Linked DNA regions of Capra hircus: region 1 is linked to region 2. Evidence: chromatin contacts called from public Hi-C data. All regions are on one chromosome and are shown on one strand. The core of a region is the stretch at or near the end of the contact, and the rest is flanking DNA. Distances in the headings are between cores, read along the strand shown.

Region 1 (3,946 bases), core at 600-3,099, 70 kb before region 2:
AGGGGAATCATTCTTGCCTGCCCCACTGGGCAGCTGTAGAGACCCACCCAAGCAGGAAGATGGAGAATAGCTGTGGGTGGGCCTGTGAAGGACACCTTGAAAGACCAGACGAATGGGGTCTGGGTTCAGTCTGGATGGGGCCGTGGGGAAGGGAGAGGGTCAAGGTTCATGTCGTCAAGTCACTTCCTGTTGGGAGGGCTCTCAACCCCCGGCCTCAGACTTTCCTGGGAGTCACCTTGACAGTGATGGCGGATATGGAGGCCCCAAAGGTGGGTGAAGCCGGGACAGTAATTCTGACAGTAATTCTCAGGTGGCAGCAGCAGATGGCTTCGAGCTGGATGCTGAGACTTCTGAGGCAGGAAGCCCTCTGATGCCACCTGCGCTGTGGCGGAAAAGGGCTTCTTCCCACCAGCTGGCTTGTGCCATCAGCCGGTCACCTTCCACTGTCCCCACACAGCACAACTTCCATCTGCTGGTGATGCTCAGGCTGATGCTCAATGCTCATGTTCAGGCTCTGGGCCAAGGAAGCTGAAAGTGTCAGACTAGAAACACTCTGAAGGAAGACACCGCCTCTCCTGGGGCAGCAGATGAGATCTGGACAAGGGCTTGCCTCACCTAATGGCTGGGGGGTGCTGGAGCCCAAGCCCGCTGGCCTCTGCCTGTTGAAATAGGAGGTCTTCATGTGGCAGACTCCTCCTGTCTTCAAGGCACGCACTGACCCCGCTAGGCTCCCAGGCCCTGTCAGCACGTGTGGAGCAGTGACAGGGGTCTACAGGGTGGGTAATGGCTGGCAGAAAGGCCCTTGCTTGGTAGAAAAGAGGCCGATGTGCTAGGAGGTCACCAGGAACTCCACTCTGTCTTTGTTCAAAACCGTCCCCAGGTGTAAGTAGAGCCGGGAATCGAGGACACACAGCTGGGCTGGTGGTGGCAGAAATGGCCAAGCCAGCTGCAGCCACTGGCCACAGGAGAGAGGGCCCCATGCCCCTGCTCCCTCTGCTCTCCTCCTGCCCTGAGTCTTGCCTCTGTGGGGCCAAGGATTTGTAAAATACCGGAAGTTGGATGAGACACTGAGGACAAGCCCTTACTGGAGCCGCATGTGGGAAGGACCGTCAGGGGCCAGGGCCTTGTCTTGGGATTTCATCCCAGTGGGACCAACTCTTCACGGGACGTTGGTTCTCAGTCAGGGGCTCGCTGGGATCCCTGGGCTTCCGTTCACTGATCTCCCCAGTCCGGGGTGAGGCCTGGGCGCCAGTGCATTTACAGCCCTTCCTCCAGGTGGCTCTGACACACATCAGGATTGAAAACCACCCATTGTGAGGGTGGCGCCCTCACTTTCATTCAGAGACGAGGGGACTGGCCTCATCTGAGAGGGTAACTTCCTCTGATTACACAGCAAGAAGGGCCAGAGCAGGGCCGACACACCTTCACTGCTAGGGCTGGGGGAGCATGGGGCGCTTTGGAAAGGGCCCTTCTGGCCTTCTCACCTCCCCCAGCACCATCCAAGGCATGCAGCGGCTGCTCGGGACAGCTGGGGGACGGGGTAGAGGGGCTGGCAAGTAGAGCACAGAGGATTTGGTGCTGGGCCTCCAGCCCTCCCCCCACCACTTACCACTGGGCCTCAAGTTCCTTAGCTTTAAAGTGGGAGTAAGCGCCAGGGCCCTGACACCCCAGTGGGAAGGGGCTACAAGACGGGGGTGGGACCTGCTGTCGCTGTCGAGGGACCCTCTGGTCTGGGAGGTTGTGAGCCAGTGTCCACAGCTTCTCCCGGCCAGCTGCAGGAGGCCCTCTCCTTCCTGCGGCCTTTTTTGGTGGCTGAAACCCTAGACTGATCTCAGAGCCAGACAGGCGGGCAGACAAGGCATTCTTTTCAGGGGAGGCCCCCTCCTCCTCTCTCTGAGAGCCAAGAGGGGAGAGGGCAGGGCCTGCCCAGGCTTGACCCCAGACTGGGTTTCAGGCTATGAGGCCAAGTTGGGCTCCCTGGGGACCTGTGGAGGGAGTGGGAAGGAAAGCCCCAAGGGCCACTGTCTGCAGCGCGGAGTCTTATGGGAGGAGGTGACAGGGGGTTGATTCCAGAAGCCCCGAGGCACAGGCGCTGCAGCTCCAGGGCTTAATCTGGGCGCTGATGACCAGTTTCTGGGCAAACCCCTGCCTGCCCAGGCTCCGTTTCCCTGATGGCTGTCACCAGCCCTGGAACCACATGACAGGAGACTGGAACCCGAGCTGCAAAAAGGCTGCTTTCAGTTTCAAAAGCCATCAAAGGCCGTTTGACTGCTCTGTGTCCCCGTAAAGGAGTAGAAAGGAGGGCATGACGCACACAGAAGTGTACTCCAGACGGCGCTTCTACAGTGCCGGTCAAGTTAAAACAAACAAATAAGAAACAACAATGTGCTCCCAGCACCTCCCACAGGAACCAGGCTGGACGTGGGCCCCACTCCTCAGGAACGGGGGAGGCAGCTTCCTTCCACAGCCTCCCTCTGGCCAGCGGGCTGACCACCTTGACCCAGGTCACAAGCCCTCCATTCTGGTCACTGGATGGAGGGAGGCAGTCCATCTCGGGTGCCATTCCGGCGGCCAAGTCACCTTGGCGGAGTCTGCCTCTTGGGGAGGTGAAATGTCCTGTAGGAATTCAAGTCCTGCATCCTGGACACACACACACACAGACACACACAGAGACACACACAGAGACACAGACACACGCACGCACGCTTTGAGACACACACATGAGCCTGAAATAGCCTTCAGGAATTCAAGTCCTGCATCCTGGACACACACACACACACGCACGCACGCTTTGAGACACACACATGAGCCTGAAATAGCCTTCAGGAATTCAAGTCCTGCATCCTGGACACACACACACAGACACACAGACACACAGACACACACACACACACACAGACACACAGACACACAGACACACACACACACACACACACACACACACGAGCCTCCAAGATGGAGACTTCAAGGAGCGGTGGGAGGGGTGGATGAGTCAAGACGCAGCCTGGAGGGGCTGTGTCAGCCAGGGGATCAGCGCTCCCTCACTCTGTGGCCAAGCAGTGGCTTTGCCGGCATCCCCCCTGGGTCCCTCCCTGCCATGAGCCTGCCAGGCACTCAAGGGCACCGACCCTGTCAGAGCACTGACGTCCTGCCCAGCAGACAGCAGGACCGCTGCGGCCCTGAGGAGGGTCTAGACCACACTCAGGATGAGTTGGCAGGAACAGAGAACATTCAGCATCCGGAAGACAAGGTCTCCGCCTCTGAGATGGCCTACAGGGTGTGAACAGTCTCGTTAAGTGTCCGCTGGGCTGCAGGGCGGAGCCGGTCGTGACCATCACTGAGGGGGTTCTGGCAGGCGCTGCTCTAGGCCCGTTTCTTCCTCGTGGCAGCCCCAGACTAGGAGGGCTGGCCCCATCATGGCTGTCTAACCAGTGAAGACATGGCAGAACGTGGAAGGTCTAACTCCCAAGCAGCCGGCCTGGCCTCTGTCCAGCTAGGGGACAGAGCAAGAAAATCCACATGAAGGCGTCTGTGAGACACAACTGCAAGAGGATGAAGATGCCAGGAGGAACCAGCCTGTGTGAGGGTGAGGCTCCGTGAGAGCTGACTAGGGGGCTCTCCTGCAGCTCTGGTGCATGGTCTTGGGGTGGAGTCTCCTGAGGCTCCGTGAGAGCTGACTAGGGGGCTCTCCTGCAGCTCTGACGCATGGTCTTGGGGTGGAGTCTCCTGAGGCTCCGTGAGAGCTGACTAGGGGGCTCTCCTGCAGCTCTGACGCATGGTCTTGGGGTGGAGTCTCCTGAGGCTCTGTGAGAGCTGACTAGGGGGCTCTCCTGCAGCTCTGACGCATGGTCTTGGGGTGGAGTCTCCTGAGGCTCCATGAGAGCTGACTAGGGGGCTCTCCTGCAGCACTGGCGCATGGTCTTGGGGTGGAGTCTCCTGAGGCTCC
Region 2 (4,160 bases), core at 1,648-4,147:
AAAACTGCTGCTGCTGCTAAGTCGCTTCAGTCGTGTCCGACTCTGTGTGACCCCAGGGACGGCAGCCCACCAGGCTCCCCCGTCCCTGGGATTCTCCAGGCAAGAACACTGGAGTGGGTTGCCATTTCCTTCTCCAGTGAGTGCATGAAAGTGAAAAGTGAAAATGAGGTCGCTCAGTCGTGTCCAACTCCTAGCGACCCCATGGACTGCAGCCCACCAGGCTCCTCCGTCCGTGGGGATTTTCCAGGCAAGAGTACTGGAGTGGGTTGCCATTGCCTTCTCCAAACTAAAAATAAATAAATATGTAAAAAAAAAAAAAGATTGTCGACTTCTACTTCCTTCCTGTTGGAACACTTGCTTGTGGAACAGTCCTACTTGGAACCTAGTTACCATGCTGAGAGGAAGCCCAAGCAGCTATATGGAGGAAAGCCAAGACCCTCCCCCACAGCCCCTTTTCCAGGCCCAGCAGACAGCTCCAGATGAGTTCCCAGCTAGTGGCTAGCGCCAAGTACCAACCATGCAAGGGAGGCCATTTTTGGACTTTCCAGCTGGTCCATCATTCCAACTGACAACCTGGGAAGCAGAAGAACTATCTGGTCAACCCACAGACTCATGAAAAATAGTACATTCTTAACTTAAGCTACTGAGTTTGGGGTGATTTGTTGTGCAATGGTAGGTAACAGAAACACATCTAAATCCATAACCAATTGACAGGTCAACATAAGAGCAATAGATGTTTGAGCTTATCACTAGCAATGTTGACTGAAGGATGTGTCTAGATAATGCTTTACTCGTGAACTAGAGTCCAGTGACTGGTGCGGCTGGATACCCTCGGGCCTGCTCTTCTTCCCCCTCCATCCAGGGCAGGTGGGAGGCCTCTTTTGTGAGACTGAGACCAGAGAAGAGGACTTGCTTCCCTCAGAAAGGCTGGCTCCCCAAGAAGGGAGCCAGTGTCTTGCCCAAACTCATCAGTCTGGCAACCCAGTCCTCCCGCGGAGAACAGGGAGTGACGGGTAGGGCGACAAGCCAAGAGAGATGGTCTGCTGGTCTCCCTCCGCATGGAGGTATGAAAAATGGAGAAAAAAGAGTGTCCTGACAGTGACAAGGATTCTGCAAAGGAGCAGCTGTGTTTGTGCTATTTACACAGCTATGGTTTTTCCAGTGGTCATGTACGGATGTGAGATTTGGACCATAAAGAAGGCTGAGTGCCAAAGAATTGACACTTTTGAACTGTGATGCTAAAGAAGACTCTTGAGAGTCCCTTGGATAGCAACGAGATCAAACCAGTCAATCCTAAAGGAAATCAATCCTGAATACTCATTGGAAGGACTGATGCTGACGCTGAAGCTCCAATACTTTGGCCATCTGATGTGAAGAGCCCGCTCATTGGAAAAGACCCTGATGGTGGGAAAGATTGAAGGCAGGAGGAGGAGGGGACAACAGAGGATGAGATGGTTGGATGGCATCACCGACTCAATGTACATGAGTTTGAGCAAACTCAGGGAGATAGCGAAGGACAGGGAAGCCTGGCGTGCTGCAGTTCATGGGGTCGCAAAGAGTTGGACACAACTTAGTGACAGAACACCACCACCACCACACAGGCTGCGCAGGGAAGGCCTCTTGGAGAGGCTGACGTTTGAGCAGAAATCTGGATGCGGGTGCCATGGGGACATCTGGAGAAGAGCTTCTAGGCAGAGATAGTGGTTAGTATGTTTGCAGAGCAGCAAGAAGACCTGTGTGCCTGAAGCTGGGGAGTAAGGGTGAGAAGAGAAGGGACTGAAGTTGAGAGGTGGGCAGTGGCTGGAGCATGGGGGCCAAGTGAACTGGGGAAGGATGTTAGATTTTATTTTACATGAGATGGAAAGTCATCAGAGAATGATCAATGTTCCTTGATAAATGAGGGCTCCAAATCACAGAGGCAAGGGCTTCAGCATCCCGGTAATTAGATTTTCTGTTTGTGGGAGGCATGGTTGAGCCGGGGAGGTGGGAGGGGCTGTAGGGTTCACGAGCTGGGGAGGCCACCAAGTTGGGGGGTGGATGGGGAGCCTCTGGGTGCTCAACCTTAATCAGGTTTAGCACCTGGCTCGTTAGGCTTTCAGAACAAAATGGCGCAACAAAAGGTGTTTGCTTTGTGGGACCTCTGGTCTGAGCTATGTGGGCAGTGGAATTTGAGACAACAAACTTCACATGAGTGCCTGTAATGTTCAGGGTGTTCTACAGAAGCTGGGTGGGAGGGAGGAGGCAGCGATGACTAAAGTGGGTTCTGCTTGTCTTCCTGGAGAAGGAGAGGGAAGTCGATGTCTCCATAGTGGAAGGGAGGATGCGTCACCCCATGAGGGAGTGCTGAGGGGGGCTCAGAGGATGCAGACCACATGTGAGGAGGGGATTGGCTGAAACTGCTGTAGCGTGGAAGAGACACTATACTAACTTATATGTATATTACATATGCTATTTTTCCAAATACTCTGTGCATGCTTAACCCTACATGAGGAACTGAGCTGTGCACTCAGCACTTAAAATAGTAGGTGTTCTGGAAATTGTTGATTGGCTGACTCTACACAAACAATCCTATTTAGCTCCCACAAACAACTCTAAGAATCAGGCATCATTCCCATTTTACAGATGAGGAAACTGAGATTTAGGGAGGTGAAGGAACTCATCTGGTTTCCATCATGAGGAAGGGATAGAGGCAGAACTGGCCAAGCAGGTCTGGAATATTGAAGACTTCTCTGCAAAAGCAGAAGGGTGGAGGCCTGCCTTCATTCCACTCTAACACTCTGGCTCCTTACCCTGAGATGTTATCTTGCTTTCCATAAGAGCTCCAGGGTGGGGCAGGCTCACAGGAAGCCAAGCCTCCACCCTTTTCCTCCAGCTCTCCAGAATAAAAAATAACTTGCAGTTTCCGGAAATATGTGCACACTGCAGGAAGGACATGGGCTATCCGTCAAGGCTCTCTTTGTTCTGCATCTGGGTAAAAAGTGTAGCTGCCTCTCTCTCCAGCTCCCCCTGCCTCCTTCTCCCGCACCCCTACATCTGTCTCCTCTCATTCAGAGTTCCTGGGAGAGCTTGTGCTAGAATCTGTTTTTCCTAAAATGTGGAAAACGTGACACTGCTGCTATGGCAAACAATTTTCACTGGGAAATAGCCCGACTTCTAAGGAATCATAATTGTTAAGTATTTATTTTTACAGTCCTGTTTTGGCAAGAAATATCGGGCTTCTAGTTATTATAGCAATAAAGTGTTTCCTGTATAGTTATATTTAACTTTAAAAAGTTAGTTGATGTTAAGACAGATGATAACCAGATTATAACTTGGGTGATGTAGAGATAACGTCCAGAATCATGTAGAGGGATGTAAAAGCCTGGATGCGGGAACTGTTCATCTTAGTTCAGAATCCAGCACACCTTCCGGTAAGCAGGGATGGGAGAATAGTGGAAATTTTTGAGCCCAGTCGGTGGGTCTTAGAGCCAGCTCCAGAACTAGAATTTGGCCTCTGCCCTTCCTCTTGGGGGCCTCCCTGCCCTGTGCTGAGTTCCCCTTTTCTGCAATGAGGAGGTTGCCGCCCTTCCAGCAGACGCCTTCTTCTTTCCCTCTCCTGCCACTTCTAGAGCTTAGACCGGGATACGGTGTAACGGGAATCGGGAATCGACTTCACGTTTCACGTGCACACTGGCTTTTTTATAAGGTCCCTCCGCACGGGGCAACTCGGCTCTCTCTAGGAAAGTCTGGTACGCAAGGCCTTCTAAAGCTCAGGGCGCCACCTGCTGTCTCTATGGGGCAGTGCAGCCGCCAATTTCGAGCGCCCTTCCTGCGGAGGCAGAGGATGAAAATCCCAGGGAAATGGCAAGGCCGAAAGGGAATGCAAAGTAAACAGATCCGGGTGATAGGCAAAAAAGCCTCCCACGGCAGGAAGGGCCTCGGAGGGAACCGAAGAAAAGTGGGCAGCAGCAGCAGCAGCCCCGTCCCGCCGTGATTTTCTCTGACATAAACGCTTACACCTGGCACCCACAGGCAAGCAACGAGTCGCTGGGACTATGCCCCACCACATCCACCGTGTGGAGAGAGAAGCTGCGGAGCTGCACCAGAAGCTCAGCAAGTGGATGATGAATGAATTTAGTTGGGACAGTGCATTCTTTTTGCTATTTTGAAGGCGATCCAAG

Evidence for each region. A called contact is a pair of places that touch in the nucleus more often than the background predicts.
Region 1: a contact with region 2 is called in a Hi-C map of blood, with 4 times the contacts expected there. The contact joins two enhancer-like sites. A contact is called at or near these places in 2 of 5 Hi-C or Micro-C datasets (both in blood).

The regions. Positions count from the first base shown.
Region 1 is chr18:20,341,609-20,345,554 of ARS1.2, reverse strand. No RefSeq gene overlaps it. Among named protein-coding and RNA genes, the nearest start is that of N4BP1, 59 kb to the right of the region's middle. Within about 2 kb of position 1,849, at least 4 of the 5 cell types and tissues checked have an H3K27ac peak or open chromatin away from gene starts, as enhancers often do.
Region 2 is chr18:20,272,593-20,276,752 of ARS1.2, reverse strand. It overlaps the pseudogene LOC102183901. Among named protein-coding and RNA genes, the nearest start is that of N4BP1, 9.6 kb to the left of the region's middle. Within about 2 kb of position 2,897, at least 3 of the 5 cell types and tissues checked have an H3K27ac peak or open chromatin away from gene starts, as enhancers often do.